3 separate regions of the Mus musculus genome follow, and regions 1 and 3 are each linked to region 2. Evidence: chromatin contacts called from public Hi-C and HiChIP or PLAC-seq data. All regions are on one chromosome and are shown on one strand. The core of a region is the stretch at or near the end of the contact, and the rest is flanking DNA. Distances in the headings are between cores, read along the strand shown. Region 1 overlaps Gm31887 (a long non-coding RNA gene). Region 2 overlaps Stard3nl (STARD3 N-terminal like). Region 3 overlaps Gm31887 (a long non-coding RNA gene).

Region 1 (4,133 bases), core at 1,070-3,569, 200 kb after region 2:
GAGACATGACCTGTGCTCTGGGGTGGCAGGGGAAGAGTACAGGCAAGCAGAAAAGGGGCATTCAGCATTCTAAGAGGTTGTAGCAGAGGGAGCAAAGCTAGAACATGTGTTGGTTTTACAGGGTGGGGAAGTAAGGAGAGTCATATGAGGGACACTGAAGGGACATGCTGGGGAAGATGGGAGCCTTTGAGGGCCAAGTAAGTGGCATTGTGACTCCAGTGACATACAGTATCCAAAAGACACTCATTGCTGTCACATGGTACAAAAAGCAATGGTAGGAAGGGGTGCTAATGTGCTGGCATTGGTGCTAATGTACACAAAATGAGTTGAGGAGAGTTGCAAAATCACCTGTGGCTGTGGGGACATGTCTCCAGGGCATGGGAATAGACACTAGAATGCAGGACAGTAAGACATTTTGGAGGGAAGAGACAACAGTGGGTGTGTGTTCCTGTGAAATGAAGCACAAGGGGAAACTCCAAATTCAGCAGGTCCAAGATTCCGCCATGTGCTGGGTACCAGGGAGATGCCTTGTAGAATCGCTCTGCAAAAGTTATAGGAATTCACACTGAGAATACGATTAACAACTGTTTAATGAACATGCAGATATGTGGACTTGGAAGCAGCCACAGGACCCTCTCCAGGGACAGTCCTTGGACAGCAGAAGTACAAATAGAAGGATATTGCTATCTCCCTACTTAGTGTCCCACTCCAGCTCCCTCAGAAAGAAGGAAAGCAAGCACAGAAAACAAGAAAGAATAGTCAGAGGAGTCGGAAAGCACGGGGAATTTGTATCCTGGATCTTAGGGAGAGTATGAAAATGTTGTATAGTGTTCCCGAATGCCACAGAAATCACACGGTGGTCAGTAACGGGAAACACACGGCAACGTGAGAGTTCTATAACATTTACTGACTGGAGGAGAGGGTAGAAGAGAGTCATCCCTGTGGATAAGTGCTTAAGGACAAGGTTCCCTCACAGAGGACTGACTTTATACGGCTCTGTGATGTACAAGGATGCATTTCTCAAGAGCTAAGTACATACACATCCATAGATGCTGCAGAGAGGCAAAAATAAGCTTACAACTCCATGTGACCTTCAAGAATCAGACAACCTGAGTGTTTGACCTGAGATCGTAAGGGTCTTGGGACTATTTGTATTTTGGAAACTAATACAATTTAAGTCTCCTTTGAAAAGCTTTAAGATCTTTCAGTTTGCATAGACTTAAGAGTTGTATCACAATCAATAACTAAGCAATCTTGAGAAAGTATAACTAATGACTCACAAAATATTTGGGGAGGCTACTCAGGTTTTTCATGCATTTGAACGTTCAGTGCTTTTGAATCTGCTCAGCCCCCTTGCTGTGTGCTAGGATACAATCTGGTCTCAGCCAAACTGGTTTCAGCTTAATGTTGTAGGTTAAGAAAAATCTGCAATAATGGCTGAGTCAGGAAAGAGAGTATCTCCAAGCTGAACAGAACCACATGGCTCTCAGTTGTCTAACTTTGTCAAGAGACTACCACTCTCTTCTTTGTGAAGCTTCTAAACATCTATTTACTTGAGGTCCAGGTAGAAGTTCCGTTCTGGGAAGACAGTAGCAACGACCACACGTGGAACAGCGGAACAGTATGATGCACCTTGTACCAAGGTCTGGCACATAGTGTTTGTAAGAATTTTCTCTCAGCTCTAAGTAAAAACCATAAGGCAGATTTTAGTTGAGCTTTTCAGAAAACAGTAGTAGAGTCTTAGGATGGTCATTCTGTTGACTGGTGTGTTTCCAAAGCTCCAAGGTGTGCAGTCACGCCTTTTGTGCGGAATAAAGCACTGACCCTTAGTCATCATCAATTCTTCAGTTCTCATGTGTTTGGCATGTCCCCAAGGTAAGGTGCTTTCTTTACTGGGCCATCTGAATGGAATGCTGAGTTACGATGAGATAGTTTCCAATGAGCCAATCCATGGCTTCTATATGTTTTTAAGGAGCATCAGAAGAAGGAGTCTTCACACTTGGTCCAATAGATGCCATCATTGTTGGTTTCTTGTTGACTTACTTCAAAGCCTCTCTAGCTTTGACAAAAAGAATCTTGTTCATAATTGTAGAGTAGGATAGTGCATGGATCTTTTCCTGAGCAAGGGTCCACACCACACAGAGGGCCCAGTAGGTGTCTGCTTCATGAGAGCCAGAGACTTTCTTTATCTGATTCTTAAAGATGTGAACATCAGCCATTGGTTTCTAAAGAGGAAGTAAGGAGCAAGTGGTTCAGACAGCTTTCTTGATCCAGGCCATGTGGGATAAAACATAGTTACAAACCAAGTAGTTTATATCCGTATGATGTGAACAGGATGCCTTTACCACAGCAGTAGCCACGAAAGCTCTGAAGGCATTGCAAACCTCTTAGAAGGCCCATTAGAAAAAAGGCTGTCCATTGTAAGCGCAGGTTCTGTAGCATGGAAGTGGGCCATGGTCTCCAACTCATTCCTCTTCAGGACACTGGCAATTCTTGGATCTTTCCAGTTCCCAAAACAATCCGATTACTTGTATTTAGTATTTCAAAACCAAGACAGTATTTTCAAAATAGGACTAAATGATTAAAAGCATGTTGTCTTGGATGAACTTAGTAGGTCACCTAAGTACATTCATCTAGGAAGTTCACTCGAGCCACCTCCTTCTGTCTCACTGTGTCCTGTGTCAGCCCCTGTGGGGAGGATCGCAGTGGAATTTCAGAGTAACTGCTCCTGGAGATGTGGCAATTAGCTTTGCACAGTTTAGGCACACCTTATTATTAAAACCATTTGGGGTACTGGGATGCAGATTTACTGTCAAGCATTTGCAAGGGTAGAGTTTAATACCAAACACTGCAAACACCACCACCAGCAAAGGCCCTGATGGGTTCAGTCACTTTTCAACAGCCCATTTGCTCTCATGTCAGGAGTGAGTTCCTTTAAAAAGGGTCACCTCGCTGCACTTTGCTTAGTTCCCTGGCAAGCTGCTGGACAGTGGCATTTTATTTTCTTTCAGTAGACTATCATTCACAATGAGTAAGCCTTCTTTTAAAGTAGCCCTCGGGGAAACAGTGGTGAATAGAAATTTGCCTATTACTGCTTTAAGAAACCTAAAACCCTGTGACTCATGAGGAGAATTTGAAACACAAATAAGAAATGCATTCATGCACAGTCTTGATTGGCTTACACTGTATCACTGGATACAGAAGTATATTAGTAGACATTTCTCAAGATGAAACATGCTATATGACATGATCTCCTCTCATGACAATGGCTCTGGGGACTGACTTTTCTGTGCTGTGAGAGCTACTTCTTTATGTCCTTATGAACATAAAAATGCCAGAAAGAAAAGTGACTAAAGATGAAGCTGTCGTGAGGCTGATTGTGCATCTATGGTTGCCAGTGATTCACAGACTGAGTGTCCACAGCCAGCAATAGAAGGAGATCTCCCACAGCTGTTATTTGCGCTCTAGTAATTGCTGGCTTCCAGGAAGCACTGGTGACCAGCAATGACTGGGATGGAGTGATAGGGAAGTGAGGCAGGGCCACAGAACACAACCCAGAGGTGGAACGGGTACACATCTGCACAAATAACAACTCCAATATAAATTGCTTCAAGTAGCTTGTCCAACTGGAACAAGAATTCAAAAAGAAGAAAAAAAAAAAACCACTCTTGAAAAAGAACCCATGTAACTTGGAGATTACCAAAGGTTTATTTGGAATGACACAGCACTGAGAACACAACTGTTACAGATGGTTTCTGATACAGCATACATCACCTCGTTCATTTTAGAATGATCTGTGAAGATGAGTTGCATAAATAGAACGTGGAAGTATATAGGAGCTTTTATAAATAGGTTCTTTTGCCCCCTCGTCCAGCCAATCACGTAAAGGCAGGAATGATGACTGCATAGTTGCTAGTCCATGTATTTATCTGGACTGAGCAGCTGGGCAGCTACATAACCAGGCCCTGCTCTTTCCAAAGGGGCAGCAGCGTGGACGCGCTATCTGTTATATCATCCTGAAAACTGCACACAACACACACAGACACTGTCAACTGTTTTGGCAATGGGATGAATGGTTTTGCCCCAAGGCAAAACTGCAGCTGTAATGCCGACAAATAAGAGCAATGCGTGTA
Region 2 (4,654 bases), core at 1,170-3,669:
AAATATGTGGCTTAAAAGATTCCTCAGAAACCCACATTTCTAAGAAAATAAGACTTAACTTAGCCAGACTATCAGTGCCAGCTGTTGGCTTAATTTCAAACACCCTCCAAGGTGCCTTCAGGTCAGCGGCCCTGTGAGGGATGGGATGGGATTGATGGCACCTCCCTGTTACACTTGTGGTGGCACAGCATAAAGTGGGGAGCTGAGCTCAGACCCACCCAGGTGTCCCCCAGGGACGTGTGCAGCTCCCCACAGGAGCCTCTCATAGGAAAACTGTGAGCTCGAGCATGGAGGACGCCGGTGAGTGTCTTCACAGGACAGGTAAGTCACTGAACATCCAGAGACAGTAGCAAGCAGAGGGGCAGCAGTGCTTCTGGGGAAGAGGCTATCAGACTGGCTCACCAAGCAAGGCAAGGCTGATAGGCCGCTGGCCCAGCCACTGCCACAGCAGATGAGCCCTGTGTCTGTGACACTGTCAGCACACAGCCCAGCCCAGCACAGCAGCTGGACACACAAGAGACAAAACTGTCAGCATGAAATTACCAGTGTTTATGTTAAAGCCTTTGAAGTAAAGCCGTGTGTTGTCCTGCCAGTGTCCTTCATGTGTCTCTGTCACAGCCTGCCCGCAGTACCGTGAGGAAACTGACAGGCAGCACAGAACTTGGCTCTGGCCACTGCTCACTGTTTCTTCACTCTTTCTCTAAGTGTGAAGAACCTCACTGCGAGTCATCCAAGGAAGACAGCTGAAGTGGTGGCTCTGCTTGCTGCTGGATGCTGAGGAGCTAGTGAGTTTATTTATGGTGATACCTCATGGACATCGCTCCACCTCCACTCAAACCATCCCTGCCTGCGGCCACTGGGTCATGCTGTGCTCCTTCCTCTAGTCTGTGAGTTTCGGTCTGACCTGATAATGAATAACTCGGTCTTGTGCTGCATCTGAATCAAAAGACTGCTTAATATATTGAAATAACAATTTTGTAGTAAGTGAGAGATACCTTTTTGTTTCAATTCTCAGAATGTATTTTTTTTTTTTGGTTTCATGTCTCAGATTTCTTTTGTATTTCTTTTTTAACTCCTTACATTTCACTTGTGTTTTTAAACTCATGCACATGTGCTCTTTATACAGTTTTAAAATAATAAATCCAACGTATCAAAATGATGATTGTGTGTTGTCTGTATTATATGTTTGTCCAGGAGTGGTGGGTTATAAAAGGAAGAGGGTGTGGCCTGGGTGCATAGAAACTCTTGGCCTGTGTTTTGTATGACTCTCTTGGGACTTCTTGTTCTGCGCTAGGGTCTGATGTGCTGCACACAAACAACCTGCAAAGGCTGTGGCTGCTTTTGCTCCGCCTTTTCCTGCACGTTTACTTCCTTAGGATTAATATGAACTAATTTACGTCATCGGCTGTTTGTCCAGACATTTTTTCCAAATTCAATTTCGGCTTCCCAGAAGGGCAGACTGTGAGGCTGCATCATTGGCTGGGTCATGCTAGGAAGGTTAACTGCATGCATGCAGGAGCAATGCTTCAGGCTTGGGTGGAAGCGGGCCCTGTGCAGATCCAGTCCTGCATAGGCACTGTTTCAAGAGTATGCCCACTTGAGCAGTGCCACAAGGAGTCTGGCAGGGAGACTGGGTGCAACAAAGAAGGGCTACTTATAGTAAGGGAGACTAGAGGGAACTCTCTAGGTCTGCTCTTGGGGCAGGACCTCAGGAACTTGATGGAACAATTTCAGGAATAATTGCCTGTGTCAAGAGTGGAGCAGTATGTACTTGAAGCCTAGTTGGATGTCAGTGCTGAGAAACAGTGCCAGCCTGAGCCAGCAGATGCAGCCAGACCTCTCAGGAAGACTGCAGCCATGTGTAGTTGACGGGTCACAGACACAGGTGCACATCATATGTGTGCAATTGTGAAATCAGACACTGCGTCCTAGGGAGATGATCTCAGAGGCAGTCAGGACGAAAGAGCCCTGGGGTGTGGGTGTCGACTCTGCACCCAGCCTGTCCTCTGACCTCTCATTACTGACTGCATGATGGTATCCTAGAGTTAGTGTTACTGTGGTGCCTCCGGGATCAGCCCAGATGAGAGTTTCAGTGCATTGGATTGGCTTCCATTGCTTTGCTCATAAAGCACATTACTGTGGCCCGCATCGCCATCAGCTGGAGTCACAATGCACATTTAGCACCCTCTTTGTACTCTGAGAAAACAAGTTAAAAGTGTCAGCATCTGATGCCAGCTGAAGCAGCTGAGCACCGAGGGTCCACCCCAGGAGTCCTGCTGTCCGCAGTGTGACTCTGCAGTTTGAAGCCACCACACAGCATGAAGCTAATTTTTTTTTTCCTACTAGCCGTGACCTTTTGAAGCAGAGCAGAGCTGGCTGCGGTTTAACTGCTCTTATTTTCTCTTCTAATACCCTAGCTACCCTTTGTGTCGCCCCAGTCAGTAGTGGTGGGTTTGACTTTGAGCATTTTCCAGGAAGCAACCACATTGACCAAACAGATAAACGAAAGATGCCTGAGAAAATAAAGCCACCAACCATAGCAACGCCATCCTGCACACCTCCGGTGTCCCCTCCTCTCCTGCAACTGACACTCTGTACTGCTGAGGCTTGGGAGCCCAGGTGGGCTCTGGAAGGAGGCTGCTGAGATGTCTGACCACAGGAGATGCTGCCTGCATCCTGGCTGGTCACGGCCTCACAAAGCTCTTGCTGCTGCTTGTCCGTTCTGTGTCTGTACTTGGCACTGCAGAAAGAGTTCCATGTCTGCAAAGCTGGGCCTGGAACTTGGATGGAAAACATTGCATCAACTCAGGACCATCAAGGAGTTATCTCCGAGTCTTGTTCATGAGTTGTTCCAAAATGGCGCTCTGCTTCCTTTCCAGAGAACCTGTTATTTAGACGGAGGCTGATTATAAACAGCCTTTCCAGTGTTAAAGTTAGATATTATTGATTCAAATGTGGTTCTGACTTGGTAAGTGTCCATTAGAAAAGGTGTGTCACAAACACTGGCCTCTCATCCAGCTACTGCATGTAGAACATTTGGCTTATTATCTCTGCTTACAGAAATGCACTAAGAGGTGCCATGTTTCCTGGTATTGCTGCACAGTAGAAAATGGGGAAAGAACATGAATAGACACATGTAAAGAGACATGTAAACAGGTGTCAAACTGATGAGATGTTTATTTTCTAAAAAAAAAATAAATTGATGCCACCCTGAGATCCTGTTTTATACTTGGAAGGTTAGCATAGCACTGAAGTTTGTCAGGCCTCTCCCAGGTGTTCACATACACCTGGGCTGCAGAGCCAAGTCGGGCTCTCTGCAGGGGCATTTGGCATATCAGTATCACTAGAGATCATGAGTAAGGTATTAGTCAGTGACTGTACATATGAGCAAGCATATGTAGATATGCATATAGAGGCAAGCCCAAGTGTTGGCTTTCAGGCACTGTCCACTCTCAGTGACCTTGAACTCACCAAATAAGCTAGGCTCACTGGCCAGTGATCACCGAGTATATGCATATTAGCCTCATTAATTAAAATGTTTATCACCATTCCCGAATTCTTATGAGGGCTTTAGGGATTGATTTGAGAGTTCATCATAAGACATATTTTTGTTTTGCAAAATTTATGTAATTGCAAAATAAAAAAATAAAAGTGCTTGTACCTAAGTACTGGAGAAAACTCTGAGGTGTGTTGTCTAGAAGTTTTCTCTTTGGTTTATAATTGAGTCATGGAGTTTCTAAACTAGTTGTATTTATAGTTGAGAAGTATTTGAAGGACTCTGCTTGCCTGTGCACCGTGGATGTGTAAGAATACCTGAAAAGCTTGCCAGCCAAATTCTCCCCGCTATTGAGGGGCTTGGGGCACACTCAGTTTCTTCTCAAAGGCCTGCCTTGGGGGTAAGACTCTGGATAATTGTAGTTGAGACCTTTTGAAGTTTTGGAAAAAGGCTACTGTTCAGACAGGACTTTCTGCATGTGAGATTGTGCAAATCTTTGTTTTCTATGAGTGCCTTTGAGTGCAGACTTCTGATCCCAAATTCATTTTATCCCAACCTGTGGTATGTAGCACAACAGCCTTGGTGGGCAGGAAGTCGGGGTGGAAGTCGGCCTGGCATACACAATCTATAACAGGTTGGTTTCTAGCTCTGTAATTTTAACAACATCATAAAGCCAGGAGATGGAAGGGAGATGGAGCATTCTCTCAATCATTTTTAGCCTGATGAGGAAGGTTTTCCTGAGGAATACCTTTTTCTGCTCCATAGTCAAATGATTAACACAAGAGCTGGGCTGGTGAGCCCAGGCAGCCTGGGTTCAAATTCTTGCTCTACTTCTTAGTTGCATAGTTCTGGGAAGGTTTCTTACTCATCTAGGCCTCGGTTTCCCAACCTATAGAAAGTCAATTAGCCTTGTCTCATTGTGTATGAATGAGATATAAATTAAGGTTCCACATACCATGATCAATGTTCTTCATTAGGCTTTCTGCAATTGAATTTGCAGGTGCATAGAAACTGGAATATGTTCTCTACAACGTAGTTAAATTTCATCACGAGACTAAATCATACACGTAACGTAATGTCTATTTCACATAGCTGGGAGAAAAAAATGAATGCTCTCAAAGATTGAAAAATATTTAAGGAAAAGTTGTTTACAATGAC
Region 3 (4,152 bases), core at 833-3,332, 170 kb after region 2:
TAAAATTATAAAAATATATATGGAAGAAGTTAAAACACCTATTTCTTTAAAAATAATTACTCTATAAGTAGAGATAGGTGAGAATGGATGAATTGTATGTCTATGTTTATGTCCTAGGTTTAACCATACGTTATATGTCTATGAAACATTTTTGCTGTGTTTGCCTACCTTGCAAATTCCTTGCCACTCCCCCAAACATGCCTCAAATAAACCAACAAACTATGCACCCTTGACACAAGGAAGAGCAAGAATGAACATGTTGATGTAAATTTGGAGATTAATTAAGATGAAAAGTAGGTATAGAAATCAAAGTCATGTTACTTCCTGAAGACTAGTACATACACTATTGTTAAAAAACAAAACAACAACAACAAAACCCACCAAGGATTCGGAGTTGTTTCATATGAAAAAATTTAATTTAGGATTTGTTGGCATAATATTTATTTTATAAAACCACATAATTGTTCAAATCCTGAGCATTGCTTTGACATGCAGTGATAATATCAATAAATAAAATAAAATATCAATAATTAAAAGTGTCAATAAAATAAAAGCAGCATCAATATACCTTACACTTTGGTATGTCTCCTCTATGGAGCAGAAGCAATTATTTGATTATTTTATATCCCCAGAAATGAAACAGTTTATAATAGGCAAAAAGAGTCACATTAGCTGACTATACCCTGATCTGTCCTGGACCTTTGCCTGGATAAATGCCTGGACTGATTAATGTGTCACTCATTTTTTGAGTCTGATACATTTGACAAGAAAAGAAGAATACATATGCAGGTGATTTAGCTTTAACGAACTGATATACGCAAAGGATTGAGAATACCAGTAGAGACCTACACATAGGATTAGCTATCCTCTCACAAGTTCTCTCTTGTCTTTGAGAAGCATGCAAGGGTATGGGTTCACCAATGGATGATGTGGTTCCAGTTATCTTTTGATGACAGCATCCTGAAAGATTTTCCAACTCCAACTACCAGTTAAAGATTCTTCTTCCATTGTAACATGCTGCAAATATCCTAACATTCCTTCCGGAATTGCAGTTCTTACATTTCTACATGTGGCCTTATGGTCTAGTTCAGAAAACAGGGATTTTTTTTTTTTTTTTTTGTCTTTGCTTATTTGCTTCAATTGTCCAAACTTTAATTTCTTCGGTGCTACAACAGATCAAAAGTACATATGTTTCTGAGGGTTGTCTGACTATATTGATCTGTCAATCAAGTTAGACTCTAAGAAGATAGAAAATGCACTGTATATTGTGAGAGCGGATGGAAGCTGAAAATATGTGTGTTGCCCACATTCCTTCTCAGCACCTCTACCAAGAGCCAGCATTACTGGAAACCCATGGGAACCGAAACACTGGATCTTGCTTTTTCACCAAGATAGTCAGACAATACTTAATACATTTAATGTCTAAACGAAGTCAACAGGAAATTGCTTTGACCCAGAAAGTTGGGGCCACAGTTCCTGGATTCTGTGGGGCACAGTTGATAGCCATCAGACTCCCTTTCTGGTTTCCCTTGTTAGAAGTGCTGCAGGTGGGGGCTGAGGTTAAGCAGGGCTCAGGGCTGGACTAGGCTGCTCTTCGTCAGGAAGGAAGTGGTTGCAGACATGCTGAGTGCGTGTGTGCTTGTTACTAGAACTCTAATCACGGTAGGTTTCTAGGGCCAGCATGTCGTCACGTCTTGTGTTTCCATGAAATTTTTATTAAGGACCAAAGAAGGGAGAGAGAGCTTTAAATGCCTCACGTTTTTTTTTTTTGTTGCTCTTTACCTGTAAATGACCTTGGATAGTAGATAACCTGCAGAAAAAATACAGGCATCCTTTCTGCAATGTAGTATGTTCACTCAGTTCACTTGTATTCAATTTCTACTTTAAATAAAAGAATAGTTATGAGAAGTACACAAATAACAAAACCACCAAACATCACTTAAAAGTATCCTTCAACCAATCTTAGAAATAGAGGAACAAACTCACTGACTGAAAAGCAAATGAACACTTGCATGGGCTCTGTGTCAAAGGAGATGCAGGGGGAGCCAGGGTAGATGCAGGATAAGGTGTCAAATTAGGGTGAAGGAACAGGAGTTATATGCTATAGTGTTTAGGGAGAAAATGGATACACCCAGAAAAGCCAGTTCCAAGAGTGCTAACTGCTGGCCAGTTTGCCCAGTTCTCTATGACACCAAACATCTATTAAGGCAGATATTACAAAAATTCCTACCATGTCTGGTCTTAGAAAGTTTAAGCATGGGTCCTTCATCAACATTATTATTTTATTGATTTCAGTGATTACTAAGTCTTTGGGACATATGTATGGTCCAGAGTTTCTTGGGCTGGGACTGCTAACTTCTTGGTTGTGGCTTCTAGTCCTGAGATGTGAGGAGAGAGATATGCTTCGAACTTACCTGAGTTGTGGCCATTACCCAATGAATAACAACTTAAAATGTCTGAAACATTGCCAGTGTCTCCTAGAGGAGATGACTTCCAGCTGAGAACCACTATTTTAGCCATGTGTTTAGGAAAAGGTACATGCAAGCATAATTGTCCTGAAGTCTTAGCTGAGATGAGGACAAAATGAGACTCCAGACAAACAACCAGCATGTAAAATTTCTCTTTCACCAATAATATCCTTCAATCTTGACACTGCCTCTTTCATTGAGAAGAGGTTGCACAATAATGAAATCACTTAGTGGATAGCACTGATGCTTATGGACAAGCTCTTTCCTATTAGTTTCATATTCTTACCCAACTTTTTGCTATGCTGGGCTATGTTAGAGATGCTTAAACACTTCTGTGGAATCAAGTAGAATTCGTTCCTTCTACTGAGTTCTTCATGCTTATTCTGTGTCATGCATAATGCTTTTTATGGATCATATTGGAATAACAAATAACAAGGTTAAAATTAAAACCACAATTTCTTGTTTGGTTGTTTAAAAGTTCCCAAACATTTTCTATATGTTGATTTCGTGGCTGATGAAATCAAGCAAAAAGATAATCCCAGGGGGAATGATAAATCTTAGACCTGTTTCTTTAATACCAAGTCATATGATGTATAGAAGGGAGCATGAAATGACTGTGTCCTGTTTCTCAGATGTGGCCTGACCTTGAAAACTGAGTAAAAATGTCTACCGTTTAGCCTCTGGTCATGGAAGGGAACTAGCAGAACACAGCAACTCATAATTCAGAGTGTTCTCATCATATACCTCCTTCCTATCTCCTATGCCTCCTGTTGAAGAGCAATAGCTCACAACTATTGTGGATATACCTGATGTAGGTTTGTGGTGTGACCTTAGCTTTTGGATCAAGTGTTATTGATAGCATCTTGACTGGGAAAAGATACTGTGGAATGTTCAGTCCTGGTAGATGCTTAGGGTGGTGTTATCTCATGGTCAAGGTTCTGAGGTTGGCCAAGTCCATTCTCTTCTAAAGACACCCTCACACTAGACCTCAGCAAAGATTGTAGGGGTAGAAATGGTTTCAATGTACTGTTTCTCCTCAAATGGAGGAGGTGGCAAAATAATTAATGCAAAACTGCATTTAAAAATAAAAGATACATAAATAAGATTTGAAAGTTTAGAATGTCATTTTCCCACACATTTCATTTGAGTATTTGAGAATTTGACACCATATCTACATAACATTAGCTTTCCTTACAATTTCAATGAAGCTATGTGTCAAGAGTGATCACACACAAGGGCATGTATGTTCACACACATATAAATGTGCAAACATACACACATACACAGGCAATAATATGATTTTATGTACATAAGAGGAGGAATGTATGTTTCAAAGTCTGATACCCACTTAGCCCATGCCAGGTCTTCCTTGCATGGCCATGTGCAAAATTTGTACAGGGTAGTCATCTTAGGCAATAGTGTGGTCTAGTTAAACTCTGAGTTTGATTTCTATTTGCCTTCAATGTTTCTGTGCATCCAGAGGAATGAGAGTGAAGGAACAGCACCAAAGATGGCACTCTCAGACATATCTTAGTGACCTGCCTTGATGCTCTGCTGTTGGTTAAAAAACAAACAAACAAACAAACAAACAAACAAAAACCAGTGCTCTATAGTTCTTAGAGCCCAAAGTAGCAAGCAGATAATGAAACAAATCATAAGATGTACAAACATTATCTATTTCACC

Evidence for each region. A called contact is a pair of places that touch in the nucleus more often than the background predicts. HiChIP or PLAC-seq counts read pairs in DNA pulled down with a chosen protein or histone mark.
Region 1: a contact with region 2 is called in a Hi-C map of the 63-12 cell line, with 2.7 times the contacts expected there. The contact joins two enhancer-like sites. A contact is called at or near these places in 1 of 15 datasets of contacts at CTCF or cohesin (large pre-B cells), 13 of 484 Hi-C or Micro-C datasets (the 63-12 cell line, the C2C12 cell line, LSK cells and 9 more), 3 of 115 datasets of contacts at active chromatin or transcription factors (T-cell acute lymphoblastic leukemia, bone marrow-derived dendritic cells and large pre-B cells) and 1 of 9 other capture datasets (liver).
Region 3: a contact with region 2 is called in an H3K4me3 HiChIP or PLAC-seq map of the SCID.adh cell line, with 14 read pairs. The contact joins two enhancer-like sites. A contact is called at or near these places in 1 of 39 promoter capture datasets (hippocampal neurons), 2 of 15 datasets of contacts at CTCF or cohesin (large pre-B cells and pro-B cells), 70 of 484 Hi-C or Micro-C datasets (the 63-12 cell line, the AML12 cell line, B cells and 43 more), 11 of 115 datasets of contacts at active chromatin or transcription factors (the 230-238 cell line, DN3 thymocytes, the SCID.adh cell line and 7 more) and 2 of 9 other capture datasets (adipose tissue and liver).

What each region holds. Positions count from the first base shown.
Region 1 is chr13:19,150,472-19,154,604 of GRCm38.p6, reverse strand. The region is part of intron 3 of Gm31887 (a long non-coding RNA gene); the gene reads left to right. It overlaps Amph (amphiphysin), which reads right to left. Exons shown (of 21, transcript NM_175007.2): 21 at 3,686-4,133. Among named protein-coding and RNA genes, the nearest start is that of Gm31887, 41 kb to the left of the region's middle. Within about 2 kb of position 2,319, at least 18 of the 459 cell types and tissues checked have an H3K27ac peak or open chromatin away from gene starts, as enhancers often do. A contact at or near this core is called in the 63-12 cell line, where this site is marked.
Region 2 is chr13:19,354,181-19,358,834 of GRCm38.p6, reverse strand. Stard3nl (STARD3 N-terminal like) reads left to right here. Exons shown (of 9, transcript NM_024270.3): 9 at 706-1,159. It also overlaps Tcrg. Among named protein-coding and RNA genes, the nearest start is that of Stard3nl, 39 kb to the left of the region's middle. RefSeq lists an enhancer at 2,359-2,664. Within about 2 kb of position 2,419, at least 44 of the 459 cell types and tissues checked have an H3K27ac peak or open chromatin away from gene starts, as enhancers often do. A contact at or near this core is called in the 63-12 cell line, DN2 thymocytes and the SCID.adh cell line, where this site is marked.
Region 3 is chr13:19,179,866-19,184,017 of GRCm38.p6, reverse strand. The region is part of intron 3 of Gm31887 (a long non-coding RNA gene); the gene reads left to right. It also overlaps Tcrg. Among named protein-coding and RNA genes, the nearest start is that of Gm31887, 12 kb to the left of the region's middle. Within about 2 kb of position 2,082, at least 6 of the 459 cell types and tissues checked have an H3K27ac peak or open chromatin away from gene starts, as enhancers often do. A contact at or near this core is called in the 63-12 cell line, DN2 thymocytes and the SCID.adh cell line, where this site is marked.